Regions from separate parts of the Canis lupus genome. Here region 2 is linked to region 1. The links are chromatin contacts, called in public Hi-C maps. All regions are on one chromosome and are shown on one strand. The core of a region is the stretch at or near the end of the contact, and the rest is flanking DNA. Distances in the headings are between cores, read along the strand shown.

The links. A called contact is a pair of places that touch in the nucleus more often than the background predicts.
Region 2: a Hi-C map of amygdala shows a contact between it and region 1, with 4 times the contacts expected there. The contact joins two enhancer-like sites. A contact is called at or near these places in 4 of 9 Hi-C or Micro-C datasets (amygdala, blood and skin fibroblasts).

Annotation. Positions count from the first base shown.
Region 1 is chr15:30,365,690-30,372,959 of UU_Cfam_GSD_1.0, reverse strand. All of the region lies in intron 1 of LOC111090025 (a long non-coding RNA gene), which reads left to right. It overlaps LOC111090026 (a long non-coding RNA gene), which reads right to left. Exons shown (of 3, transcript XR_005370456.1): 2 at 5,038-5,098; 3 at 1,112-3,444. Among named protein-coding and RNA genes, the nearest start is that of DUSP6, 260 kb to the left of the region's middle. Within about 2 kb of position 3,054, at least 2 of the 20 cell types and tissues checked have an H3K27ac peak or open chromatin away from gene starts, as enhancers often do.
Region 2 is chr15:30,621,742-30,629,011 of UU_Cfam_GSD_1.0, reverse strand. It overlaps DUSP6 (dual specificity protein phosphatase 6), which reads left to right. Exons shown (of 3, transcript XM_038558624.1): 3 at 1-888. Among named protein-coding and RNA genes, the nearest start is that of DUSP6, 7.3 kb to the left of the region's middle. Within about 2 kb of position 3,126, at least 6 of the 20 cell types and tissues checked have an H3K27ac peak or open chromatin away from gene starts, as enhancers often do.

The DNA of each region.
Region 1 (7,270 bases), core at 1,805-4,304:
TAGTAATCATTAAAATAAAAATAAAGCGAAATGAACTCATTACTCAGCTCTGTAATTATTCCTTTGTCTTTGAAATAGTGGGACTGGTATTTTTTGAGACAAAAGTCATAGCATCGTGCCTATGTTACATTCCATTTAATCCTCACAGTGAAGCCATCCATGAGTTGGTGTCATTATTGTTGCTCTTATTTTATAGTTGGGGTCAAGTGGTTTGCCCAGGATCACACAGGTGGGAAGTGATAGAGCAGACTTTGAAACTGGGCAGGGGAAGTTCAGAACTTGTAGCTAGTTGACCTGGAGTCGCTCTGCTTGACTGGTTTTGTATAACTGTTCCTGATCGTGAAGGTAGTTGCCAATATCTAGTTAATCATGCTACAAGCTTTCTCTATAGAAGTCTCTGGACAGCCTGAGGACCCAGGCCAACAACTCCCACAGTGAGATATTCATATACTTCCCCAGGACTGAGATTACTTTGATTGGCTTTGGCTGGAATCACATTCCAAAGATCTACACTAATTTCACCTTTATCTAGAGATTCCCATAAATACGCATTGTTCTTCCATCATACTCTAAAACGTTCACAAAAAGTCGACAGGAAGATTCCATTATTCTCATTTTATAGATGAAACTCTGAGGCTCAGAAAAACTAAGCAACTTTCCCAAAGTCTTTTTTTTTATATAAATTGATTTTTTCTTGGTGTTCAATTTGCCAACATATAGAATAACACCCAGTGCTCATCCGGTCAAGTGCCCCCCTCAGTGCCCGCCAACCAGTCACCCCCACCCCCCACCCACCTCCCCTTCCACCACCCCTAGTTTGTTTCCCAGAGTTAGGAGTCTTCATGTTCTGACTCCCTTTCTGATATTTCCCACTCATTTTTTCTCCTTTCCCCTTTATTCCCTTTCACTACTTTTTATATTCCACAAATGAATGAGACCATATATGTTTGTCCTTCTCTGATTGGCTTACTTCACTCAGCATAATACCCTCCAGGTCCATCCACGTCGAAGCAAATGGTGAATATTTGTCATTTCTAATGGCTGAGGAATATTCCATTGTATACATAGACCACAGCTTCTTTATCCATTCATCTTTCGATGGACACCGAGGCTCCTTCCAGTGTGGCTATTGTGGACATTGCTGCTAGAAACATCGGGGTGCAGGTGTCCCGGCGTTTCATTGCATCTGCATCTTTGGGGTAAATTCCCAGCAGTGCAATTGTTGGGTCGTACTTTCCCAAAGTCTTATACTTAGTGTGTGTCAGAGATCTCTTGGTGTTTGTAGTGCTCTTTCCATTCGAGGTATGAGTGAATTTGAATCAAGAGGCCTGCTTTCCCTACCACACGTCATCTGGAGAGTCTGGATTGCTTTCAGTTCATAGCACTTGATTACAAAGATGAACTTGGAATCGATAATCCCCTGAGTTACTGAAAAAGGGAATGGCCACGCTTAGCTTTTATTTCACTGTGTATTTTCGACAGTGGGGAAGTTGGTTTACCAGGAGAGCTCTGACTAGATCTCTGTGAAATTTACGTGAAGACTGTGGATGACTTTTGAGCCCATGTTCTTGGACTGTGTTTCCCACCTCTTTGCAGGGTGATGAAACTGGGCAGCTGCTTCCTGGGGGTAAGGTGAAGAGGTGGGTAATCTGCAGCCCCTTCCAACCCCTGGAGGAAAGTTCTACAGTAGGACCAAAAGACCCCTCAGCCTTCTGCTTCACCGAGGGCTTCTCAATGTTCTGTTTGCACATTCTTTTCCTGCTTGGTAATTAGCACCAGCTGTCTCAACTTAAAAGGAAGGAATCCCTTTGAAATCCTCCCTATCCTCCGTGAAATGTGCTACTGAAACGTGCTAATTAGTAACTGGACTTAGGACAACACAGACATGTGTTTCCTGTGAGTGCTCTAGAAGGAAGAGGAGGACGGATAGGAACATCTGTTGAGTTGCATATGTGTGTATGCTTTCCTAACTTTCAAAATGACATTTTTAATGGCAATCTATCTGCCCAAACGTGCTCACTAGCCAGTAGCTCAAGCCCAGCCCCCACCACGCATTGACTTCTCTCCCAGCTCAAGCTCAAGAGTGTTCCTGAGTGCAAGGAGCAGAGCCACTGGGGTAGTTCCCCTTGGTCTCAGCAAATTGACTTTAGGTCAGCATCCCCCCACTTTTCACCATAGTGGCAGGAATCACAGGGCCCCAGGGAAAGAAAAATGACTCCTCTTCCTTTGGGGACCACTGGCCCAGAAGAGTCAACAGTCCAGTGGATCTGTAACGGTGAGCACGCCCTGGGATGTGGGGAGGGAGCATAGACACAGAATGTAGTGTTGTGTCAAACACACTTAGCTGAAAAATGGAGGAGCCACTGGCTTGCCAGTTCAAACCACGATTGTGTGAAAATCTGTGTCTTCACAGATACTTCAGGGCAGCATTCCAGGGTTTCAGACTGACTTGTTGGTCTGCGGGCAAGAGCTATGTACTGACGACACGGAAGGAAAGTCAGCTGATTTGATGGGTGCGCTTAGGGACTTCTTGGCAGGATGAAGGGAGTGCACAGGGGGCTTGCAAAAGTGTGGGCAGCCTCTTCCCCCTCCAAGATCATTCTTTCGGAGCAGTTGCTGGCATCACAGCTGTGTCTCTTGGTGCCCCAAAGGCGGCTGCTGCAATAAGTGGCACCCCAGTTGTTCTCATATTCTCACTTCACCGGCTCACAGTTTCAAGTCCAAGTGTTTGATAGGTTGAGCTGAGGTCACATCACTACCCCCAGGGCTGTAAGTGCAGTGAGGACGGTAATCACAAGATCGGCCCTGTTGGTGGGAAATTCAGTTGGAGTTCGTGATTTTTTTTCTCCAAATCACAGACAGTAGTGGAAGGATAATTCCCCATGAGGAAGCCAGGTTATTCCTCGCAATAAAATCTGATAAATATCCACTGTAGAGACCTACAGAAACAGTGGATTCTGTTTGTCCAGCGTCTGTGGTTTATGGTTACATGCAGTCATGCATGATCGATGCTATGACAGACCTGCCCTGTAGATAGATCTGAACACCGGGCCCAGCTGATCCTGCTCAGGAAATAATCAGTAACTGAGAGTCTTCTGCTGTACCCGGGACAGCTCCAAGGCTTGGAGACAAGCAAGCCGGATTCCAAGGACTCTGTGTGTCTCTTGTCTATGTTGGATCTTTGACTGCCTACCTAGCACTGACCCATTTTCTTGTCCCATTCCCAGATGTCGTGTCCTTGATGTCTGTGGGCTCATGGGCTTCAGCTTGGCCACCTGGCTTCCCTGGGTCTGTGATTTCAGGCCTGTCCAGCTGAGGAGGCCAGATAAGGATATGGGGTTGCTATTTTTTCTCCCAGATGTTTGCTCTTCTGACTGCACCAGGCTTTGTCATTTGGACTCCTACATCTATAACAGGTAACACCATTCTTTTTCTTTCCTGCTTCTGGAGAGGGACAAAGGCAAGAAGAGAGAATAGAAAAATCATCATGTACTTCTTTAGGGGACATAGCAGACTGCCACACGTGATGAGAGGGCTCCAAACCCACAGCTGGCTTACTCCCCACCTCAAAATCCTTAATGGTCTCTGGTGCCTTCAGCATTAAGATCAATTGCGAGGCAGGCAAGTGCTTTCCTGAACCCTTTGCTTTGTAATCTAGGCTCAGGCTTTGCCAAGCTACTTTTAGCTTCCTAAGCAAGCTGTGTTTTCTCACGTCTTCATCCCTCACACAGAATGGATCTGCCTCTAACATTTGTAGGACCCAGGGCTTGGGTACAAACAGAGGATGAAGGCTGTATTTCTGAATTCTTAAAATGTATAGACTAAGATAACACCATGTTATTTAAAATATATTCTATCCTCTATTTTTTAAAAAGTTTATCTATTTATTTTTGTAATTCCTACACCCAATGTGGGGCTCAGATTCATGACTTTGAGATCAAGAGTCACATGCTCTTCTGATTGAGCCAGTCAGGGATCCCTCTATCCTCTACCTTTGACAAAAATACCTTCGTAACTACCTGGAAAGTTAGAGGTTTTTTTGGAATCTCAGACCCTTCAGCATTCTACATCAGAATGGTGCAGCACAGGAAGTGTTCCCAGCACACAATGCCCCCCCCCCCGCCCCCATCTTCTCTTTTACCCCTTGATCTGTCCTGCACCATGGGTTTTGCAGGTGGGTGTGTGGACACCCCAGACTGCACATCCAGGTGTGCCCACACTACCTACAAATGGACATTCCCTACCAGTAAGCACATGAGCAGGTTGGCCCACCCCTGAAAGTTTGGAAGAAGCCATACAAGTTCTGCTGGGGAGCCTGGAGCCACTGGGGCAGGGACTTCTGGGGTCCTAGTTTCTAGAGCATGGTCTGAACTGGAAGGAGTGGGAAAGGGCTCTGAATGGGCATGACCTCTTGGCATTACAGACTCCATCCCCACGTGGAGGGGCACAGCTAGAGAGCACCAGAGCATAGGCCCTATTTTTGGGTCTAAGGGTGGTACTGGCCACATATATTCCCCATCCTCTTAGGATGCTCATCCTGAATCTGATTGACTCATATTCATCTCTCAGGGATCATCTCATATTCCACCTCCTTCCTCCAAGCACTCCTCTCAATCTTCCCAGGGTGGGTTGCATGTTTCTCCTCAACTTGCTATAACACTTACTATGTGACTATATGATTTAGCCTCTTGGCACCTCAGCTTACTGCAGACTGTCATGAGGATGAAAGAGTTAATACATGCAGAACGTTAGAACAGTGCTTGATGAGAAATAAATGTGAACTATCGGGATCCCTGGGTGGCGCAGCGGTTTAGCGCCTGCCTTTGGCCCAGGGCGCGATCCTGGAGACCCGGGATCGAATCCCACATCGGGCTCCCGGTGCATGGAGCCTGCTTCTCCCTCTGCCTGTGTCTCTGCCTCTCTCGCTCTCTCTGTGTGACTATCATAAATAAATAAAAATTAAAAAAAAATGTGAACTATGATAACCATTATTATTATATAATCACATAGCATGCTGTGCTTCTTCCCTACAAATACCTCATGCTGTTTTGTCGTTGTGTGTTTTCTCATGCCTTTCTTCTCAGCAGATAACATGCTTCTGGAAAACAAGGAATTAATCTTATTTAATGTTGTATTCCTAACACAAAACCCAATATATGTAACATAGTCGGTGCTCTATAAATGTGTATGGAGGGGATGAGCCGTCTCAAGGGGAGTTGGAATTTACCTCTGGAAATGTTCATGCTGCGTGCGGCCTGCGACTCTCTATAAGAAAAACCACTGGGAGGCTGAACTCACTTGCTCAGATCCTTCTGACCCTAGGCTCTCAGAAGGTCAGATGAAAATGGTAGAACTGAGTCAGGACTATGTCACAGGGTGGCATAGGAAAGAAATATTCAAGTTCCAGGCCTACCCTGGAATTAAATACACGTGTACATGATACTAACCCTATGTCCTGGTAAAGATTTACAACCCGAACATTCCATTTTGTAATACTATATATGTCTTCATATGAGTCAAAGAATCTATGAAGCATTCTCCCAAGGGCTTTAAGATCACATGTTTCTCAGCATCCATGATCTGGGGAGTATGTCCCTGTTTTTTTTTTAATTGGACCTGTTTATTCTGATGACTTGCAGATAAGCAGAGCTGAGGAAATATGGCCAGGAGACCGTCTTTAATGACATTTGTTTAATTACAAACTGCTCCATGGAAACTGCTGTGTAGAGTCTTCCCCACTACTTACCACCATTCAAATAGTTGCAAAGTAATTTCCAATCCAGTCCCAAGATTAGAATTGAATGGGCCTGGTTGCTGGTTGGTCAGGAAACTGTTCTGTTTGTCATTCATTCATTCATTCATTCATTCGGGGTTGTCCTGAACTGTGATTGGATGTAGGAAACATGCTTTGCACAGAGTCCCAAAAACAAGAAATGAAGGAAAACAGAAAATCCTCCTAAGTGAATTCACCGTTTCCTTCTTTTAATGTTCTGATTACTCATTTGGCCATTGCATATAATGAAAGTAGAATTTTTCAGTGCCTAAGGCACTGCAAACAGGATTTTTCAAAATTAATTAAAATAAAGACTGAGCATTTAAGACTTTCATTAAGTAATTTTAGCAAAATAATGATTTTTATTGTGACAAACACCTATATATGTTAGTAATGTGCCAGGCACCAATATTTTATTTCTCACAATGATCCCTATGAGGTAGGATCTACTATTTTCCTTATTTTACAAATGAGAAAACTGAGGCATAGAGAGTTAGGGATTTAGACCAAGGTAATATAATAACAGGCAAGGTCGAGATCCAAACCTAGTCCATCTGTGGACTAGAGTCTGGTCACTTCACAACTATTCTCTAAAAGTTGATATAAAGAACATGTAAATAAGTATTTTAAGTATTTTTCAGCTAGAGAGGCCCTGTTGAGCTAGATATCAAGAGAAGGAAATCTAAAGGAAATAACATTAATATAAGCATAGTGGTACCTAGGGATCCCTGGGTGGCGCAGCGGTTTGGCGCCTGCCTTTGGCCCAGGGCACGATCCTGGAGACCGGGGATCGAATCCCACTTCGGGCTCCCAGTGCATGGAGCCTGCTTCTCCCTCTGCCTGTGTCTCTGCCTCTCTCTCTCTCTCTCTCTCTGTGACTATCATAAAACATAAAATAAAAAAAAAAAAAAAAAAAAAAAAAAAAAAAAAATAAGCATAGTGGTACCTATTTTCAGTTTAATACATATTTAAATTTTTATTTCTGGGCAGCTTAATCTTGCTTTGATGGTACGCTGATTATATAAGGCTGATTGTGGCATAGGTTAGTGAGTTCTCGCTAATAGCAACACACCTCAGTATCTTGAGCATCTGACATTTGGGCTTTTTAAGATTGGGACTGACCTCCCTAAATGAGGATTTTTCTGAATGAAATGTAATTGATTGAAGCTGAATGAAGTGCAGGGTGAGATATGCTGCATGCCCCGAACCCTTGGGAGTCTGACACAGACGACTGTTTCCATGGCAACAGGTCAAGGCATTAACTGTTGCAGGGCTGACATGATGGCAAGATTTGGGTTCTGGGTTTATGTTACATTCTTCCCTTTCTCATATTCTCAACTTCCTGGATATATTTCCTCTTGCATCTGGTCCTATCACAAGCTAATGATAACCAGTTGTTACAGGAGGAAGAAACAAGATCAGCATCCGGCCAACCTTTCTAGAACCTGATAAAAGGAAAAAATGTTGCTCCCATTAATTCACTTGACCTTTTCAAAT
Region 2 (7,270 bases), core at 1,877-4,376, 260 kb before region 1:
TTTGCGTCTGGAACTGACTATATATTGTCTTCAGTGAAGACTGATTCAATTTTGCATATAGAGGAGCCAAAGAGAGGTTTCAGCTCTGTATTTGTAGTATCAGTTTGCAAAAAAACAAAAACAAAACAAAAAAACAAAACAAAAATAAATAATAATAAGTAAAATAAATCTGATACTCCATTTGATCATTGTAAATATTTGATCTTAAGTCACTTGACAGTGTTTGTTTGAACCGTGTTTGTTTTTTCTTTGATGGGTTTAAAAGAAATCATCCAAAGGGAGAAAGAGCAGTACGCCACTTCTGAAAACAAAACAACAAAAAAAAATAGAAATGTTTGCTCTTTTCTAATCCAAAGGATATATTTGCAGCATGCTCGACTTCACCAACTCTGAATGATGTTTTCATGGACACTGTTATCACTGAGACCTTGGTATGGTGCAGCCTTTAATCTCTTTCATATATCTTCCTTGTGATTTTTTTTCCTCTTACTGTAGTTTGACTATGCCTTACCTTTGTAAATATTTTGGCTTGTGTTGTCTCAAAGGGGATATCTTGGAAAGACACCAAAATCATGGGCTCACTTTTTTTTTTCTTTTTAACTTCAGCTGTGCTAAACAGTATATTACCTCTGTACAAAAATTCTTCAGGGAGTGTCACCTCAAATGCAATACTTTGGGTTGGTTTCTTTCCTTTTTAAAAAAAAATTTGTATAAAACTGGAAGTGTGTGTGTGAGCATGGGTCCCCGTCTGATAGGTGAAGTGCATATGATTGTGAAAGGGAGAGTTAGGTCGCTCCATTATGTTCATGGTGTAAAGTTTTGAGCTGAAATTTATTATAAGAATGTAAAACCTTAAATTATTAATAAATAACTATTTTGGCTATCGAATGTATTTTTTCTTTTTTAAAATCTCTCCATAATTGTACCTACATGTGAAATGATACTGCGGAGGAATTTTTTTTTTGGGGGGAGGAGTGCTAGTGGCTTGGAAAGTACTGTAGGAACAGTGGCACAGAGTTCCCAGGGTTTCAGCAGCCCCAGGAATGTTTTTCAGGTGTAGTTCATGAAATTAATCTTTTGCTTCAAGCAAAGATGACATCAGAGAGTGAACTGACTGTATTATGTGTCCTGATAATACTTTAGGGATACAGTTCTGGCTTAAGAAAATAGTAATGCTCTTGATGAAAAATGAAGCCATAGAGCACACCTTGTTGAGATAATAAGGTTTGGATATTCAGGACTTGTCATAAAGGGGGGGAGGGTACCCGCAGAAGAAGAAGAATGGTGTTAACCTCTCTGCTTCTCTGTCAGGGTCTTCTACTCAGTAATACACATGCCAGGGAGAAAACGGATAATTCTCTTTCTGGTTTGTTCCTATGGCAATTCCACCTGCAAATGATCCTAGCGTCGGAATAACAAATGGACCAAGAGTGAGGACTCCCCTTGGCTCTCTCCTATACATGGCAAGGTATAGCTAAGCTTCACACTGAGCCTGGATGTGGGCCTTAAAATTTGACATTGGCACTTGGGATCAAGCTTTGCCAGTCCTGTTCTAATGTGCTTTGTGCTTCACTGGTTTAGTATGTGGGCCAGAAACCACTATTGAACCTTACTTAGGTCGAGGTAATTTTGAACAGTTCCTTTTAAGGTAAAGGCTTAATATCCTGTCACTTTCCCTGGGACATCCACTCTCCTGGTCCCAAATGTAAAAGTACACAAACCAAAATAAAGGGCAGGCGTCTGAAATCAAAAGAATTAGAACATACCTACATTTCGGGCTCTTTTCGAATGAACTTAGTCCCTTTACCTGCATTGAGGAGAAAGGTGAGCTCTTCACCCACAGGGCCCAGGGGGAGATCCTAGTGGGATGGTTTGGTCCATCCCACTTGATCTACCTTATAGAAGGCAAGTGGCTCTGATGATTTCACAGCAATCCTATCAAACTGTCCAGACTGACTTTTAGCGACTAAGCATGTATAAAAAGCAAACAAACAGTGCAGAAAAATACCAGCTCAGTCGTTCCCATTTGGGTGCCCCAAGTCAGCCAGAGCTTAGAAAGGAGAAGTGGGTTGCAGTTCAACTTGGCTCGTGTTAATCCAGTTCTGAACGGTTTCCGCTCCTGGCATTCCCTAAACTGCCTGTTCAAAGTAGGGATTTGCAAGCAGCGTTAGCAATTTCCTGTCCAGCTGCAGCTCAAGTAGCTGCGTGCTCCCCCCCCCCTTTCTTTTCTCTGATTTCTTTTCTCTTTCTTTCTTTTCTCTCTCTCTCTTTTTTCTTTACGATGGGCTGTGGATAATTTTAGTGCATTTCCTCTTTGTGGATTATCATCTCCTTTCCTCCTGGAACCTGCATACGTTGGGTTCCTACTGCTCCGCTCCAGCCGACAGCTGGCCTCCCCAGCACTTCCTCTCGCTTCACTGTGGGTTTGTTGTTTGTCAGTCCACTTCTGAAATTAATAATGTTTTCTGGCCAAGTGCCACAAGCCATTACCACAAAGGGGAAGTAACACATATGAATAGCAGGAAGCCATGCAGGGTCACAGTGTGAGCTGAACCTGTGGAGGGAGCATAATTGAGCCTGGCCCATTCAGCAAGTGTCTGACAGCGATTTGGGGAGAAGGAGCGCCCCGCATTTAAGCAGCTCAAGCTGTGAAAAAAAAAAAGTTTCCAATAAATTGGTAGCAAATGGTCTTTGTCATCAGCCTGAATAAAGGAACAGGAGCAAGAAGAGTTTAGAGCCCCCAGAAAGTGGCAGGGTTTGGGATTTGTCCCCCCACCCCACCCCCCCCTTCTGGCATATTGTTTCATAGGGCTGGTAACAGAGGGGGGCCTGCTTCCCTCTGGTGCCACAAAAGGCTTCATATTAAATGGGTGGTTTTTACGGTTCACTCAGGCCAGAAGATTCAAAGAGCTATTCTCTTTCTTTCTTTTTTCTTCCACGGAAGGTGGAAGGTTGGAACTGGCAGCACCGGCCCCCACCTTACTCCCGGTCTTCCCTCCATCCCCGTGGCTGGGGAAGGCGACCCTTTTGCATCTAGGAGTTGGGATCAGTTCCTGAATGGGGCCCACATGGTTACTAGGGCAACCCTAGGCCGCCTGGGCAGCTCTCTCCCGCCTCCCCCCTCACCTGCTGGCCCTTGGGAGGCTTCCCTGGGGTCCCTTCCTCAGGAGAGAGCCTTTCCCCCCTTCCTGGCCTTCTGCAGGGTGCTGGGGAGGCCTCTCCCGAGAGGAGGGCATCTTCAGGCTTCATGCGCTCAATGTAGGAGCCCCAGGGACTGTGCTGGTTCATGGTATGAAGCAGCCTTGGGGTTAAAGACCGAGAAAGGGGCCTCTGGGGCTAGAAAGATCAGCCTTCGAAGGAGGGAAAATTGGAGAGTGGCCCCGACCCAACAGTTAGGAGACCTGAGCCCTTAACTCTTGCTTTCTCCCTCGTGCACCGGCTAGCCCTGGGCCGGTCAGCCAGCCTCACTGGTTTCCCCTTTCTTGTCTGTAAAACGAGAGCCTTCCCCTTTCGGGCTAGGTTTCTCCCAGGATTCCGGCCTTCTGGTCACAGACTGGTGACACATGTTAGACGATCAAGTGGGCTACAGGCAGGCAAAGCAAGCAAAGGTATCGGATACTCTACTTCATGCACAGTATCATCTCCTTTCATCCTCCGAACAGCCCTGAGGGATGCTTCCTATCATTATCGTTAGTTTTCAGAGAGGAAACTGAGAGGGAGAGAGACCCCCAGCGCCTCAAGTCAACTAACGGGAAGCAGTAGGACCGAGCTTTGGAGCTTTCGCTCTCCTGGTTGTGAACATCAATCTTTGCTCATTTTTACAGGGTCCCCTGCTGTCGACCTAGGAAGCGGTGGGCCCATTTTATGGCTGAGGAAGTAGAGGAAGCAGAGATCAAGTGACTCGCCCAATCAAACCCAAATTCAACAGTATAATCATGAGATTGCCACAGGGCCCCCGAGGATGTGTCACCAGAGAGATGCCGTGTCTGCCTGGAAGCTTCTATCTTCTCTCTCCATGGAGGACTCGCCTCACCTTGGGGCCCATAAGCACATACATTACAAGACTGATGTTCCTGGGGATCTCTAGGGTGGCTAGCATGCCGCCCAGCTGGCCCGGACCCCTGCCCACATACCCCTTTCAGGATTACACGGGGGACTGACCTCAGAGAAATTCACTTCCTCACTCTGGTCCCTCCCAGAGGAACGCTGGTGTGGGGCTGGGAGAAAGAGACCCAGAGACAGAGACAGAGACAGAGAGAGACAGAGATGGAGAGGGAGAAGGAGAGACAGAGAAGGAGAAGGAAAAAGAGGAGGAGAGAGGTGAGAGGGAGAGAGAGGAGGAGAAGAGGAGAGAGACAGGGAGAGAGGGACAGGGAGAGAGGGACAGGGAGAGGGGCAAAGAGACAGAAGAGATGGGGAAGGAGAGGGAGAGAGAACATATGGCGAGGTCTGTGGGGTATGAGAGGCAAATTAGAAATTAGTGGAGATGTGAAACCCAGCAAGGGCAGATTATTTGGTAGCTGGCTGCTAAGTATTCTTGAACACTCATCGTCAAAAAATCATTCTTTGGGTCAAAATGCTCCAAAAGAATTACTTTGGGTATAAGTTTATTTGTAGCCACTCACACAGTAATAATCATTTTCCAAAAGATCCTGCAGACTTTCAAATACCCTTACACCTCTAGTGTTCTCACCGCAATTGGCCCTGAATCAACCTGGTTCTGGGGAGGGGATCTTCAAACTCCAAAAGTGATTTCCTAAGAGTATTTAGGGGCACAGAACAAAGTTCAAACAATTCACAAATATTTATCCAGGCCTTGATCTGTGTTGCACTGATTCGACGGGACAAGGTGAAAAATAAAAGGCAATGGAAGACTTACCAAGCCCTTGAAGGCTGAAGGCAACCTCATTTTCTTTCTTTTCTTTTCTTTTCTTTTCTTTTCTTTTCGGTGAGGGGAGGGGAGGGGAGGGAGGGACGGGGAGGGGAGTGGAGGGGAGGGAGGGAGGGGAGGAGGGAGGGGAGGGGAGGTCGTGGATGAAGGGGAGGTGGGGGGGGGGGGGGGGGCGTGGACGGGAGTGTTTTGGTATGTTGGTTTGTATGCTCTGTATTTGGAAGCTATTGATCCCTCCTCCCCTCCCCTCCCCTTCTCTTCCCTTCCCTTCCCTTCCCTTCCCTTCCCTTCCCTTCCCTTCCCTTCCCTTTCCTTCCCTTCCCTTTTCCTTTGTTTTTTTGGTTTTGTTTTTTAGAGGGAAGCTGTGTGGGGGAGGGCAGAGGGAGAGGAAGAGAGAGAGAGAATCCCAAGCAGACTTCATGCCCAGGACGAAGCCCATGCAGGGCTTGATCTCATGACCCTTGATCATGACCTGAGCTGAAATCAAGAATCTGATGCTGAACTGGCTGGGCCATCTCAGGCGCCCTGGCAATGTCATACTTCTAAGTGTGGTCACTCAATCTTTCTGCTAGTGCCCCAGATCAAAGCAGAACCCCCAAGGGACTATTGGGCAAGTCCTTGTAGATCCCTGCATGTTGCAATAGTCAAAATAACATTTTAGATATGGTATTTTATACAGGAGAGGATCAACAGCCCCCATGCCTGCAATCTGGTCTGCCCACCTCCCTTTTTCGTCATGGAAAACACCTTTCGAGAATGTTCATTATCTCCGGAGCCTCTTAGTGAGAAGTTGTGGACCACTGTATCTTCAAAAACGAACCCTTGGACACACAAAGGAAGAAAGAGAAAATATCCTTCGTGATTTGATAACATCCTACGAAGCATCAAGCAAGTCTGAAACAAGTTGCTTTTTCTAAGCTAGAATTCTCTTTCCTGCATTTGGAGACAGCCTAAGTATTTCTGACATTTTTTTCTGAGCATTTTTCATCAGGTCCAGTTTAATTCCTACAGCAAACATTAACAAGAGAAGGAAGGAAGGAAGACGAGCGGGCAAAGAAGGGGATTTGGCGGAGCCCGTAGCTCCCAGGACCATGGAGCTAACTGACAGAGCCAGCCAGCTGCCCCTTCACCTGATGATCTGGTTATTATTGTTACGTCACAAACAACCCCAAAATGTAGTGGCTTCAGACAACAACAATGATTTATTTGTTTTCCAAAGTTTGCATTGAACAAACCTCTGCAGGGAAGGCTGATGTCTGTTCAGCGTCTTATAATCTAGAACAGTTCGACTGGGGGCCAGAGGGTCCATTTCCCAGACGGCTCTTTCCCATGGCTGGCAAGTTGGTGTGGGCCGAGCTGGGAGCTCAGCCAAGGGTTAGGGCCAGGGGCTCTGAGTCTTCACCATGTGGCCCAAATTTGTCACTGCGTGGTGTCTGAGTTCCATAGGTGAAACCCCAAGTGAGAGAGTCCGGTGGAAACCGTACCGACTTTTAGCACCAAAGCTCAGAAGTTTCTTCTGCTGCGTGCCAAGATCTGCCCCCCTTCAAAGACAGGGGATGAAGGAGGGGCAGGATTCGGGAAGAACACAAGGGTTGGGAAATATTGTTCTAGCCATTTTGGGAAAACACAGTCTGCCTCACCTCACATGGAAACTGTTTGAATGTAAGACCGTGAGAAGTACTAGTGAGGCCCCAAATTAGTCTCACGACCCCATCTTAACAGCACGATAGTTGTCAACAACAGCTGAAATTATTTTTCCAATCCAGCCCTTTTTTCCATCCATCTCTAACATTCACAACAGAGCAATACCATCAAATTAATCATTAAGATTGACCCCTAAATAGAATCTAAACCAGTTTTCGAAAGGAATATTAATGTTTTCATCTTGGCAGAGACAATGTCATGTTCGAGATAGATTCACCAAAGTTATTGAGTGCAGCGATACACAGTTCATTGTTCTCAAGGAAAATGGTACTCTGGTATTTCATCGTATTTCGTCGCAGCAGACCATCCTACTTTGATAGACATTTGGGGTTTTTCCATTTTTAACCATTATGAGCAATACTGCTAAGAAGACTTGTGTGCATGTACCTCGATGCACATGCACACGTTTCCCTGGGTTATACAAGGGAGCAAAATAGATATAGACTGTGTAGACTCCCAACTTCAGATGATGGCAAATTGTTTTCAAGGTGGTTGTGCCAATTTGCGTTACCACCAACAGTATTTGAATTTCCATATCATTCCATATTTTTGTCAACATTTGGTATTGTCAGACTTTTTAGTTTGTGCCTATCTGGTGGATGTGAAATGAGTATTTATTATGATTTTAATGTTCATCATCTGATTCTTCACGAGGGGGGAGTCATTGTCTTGCAT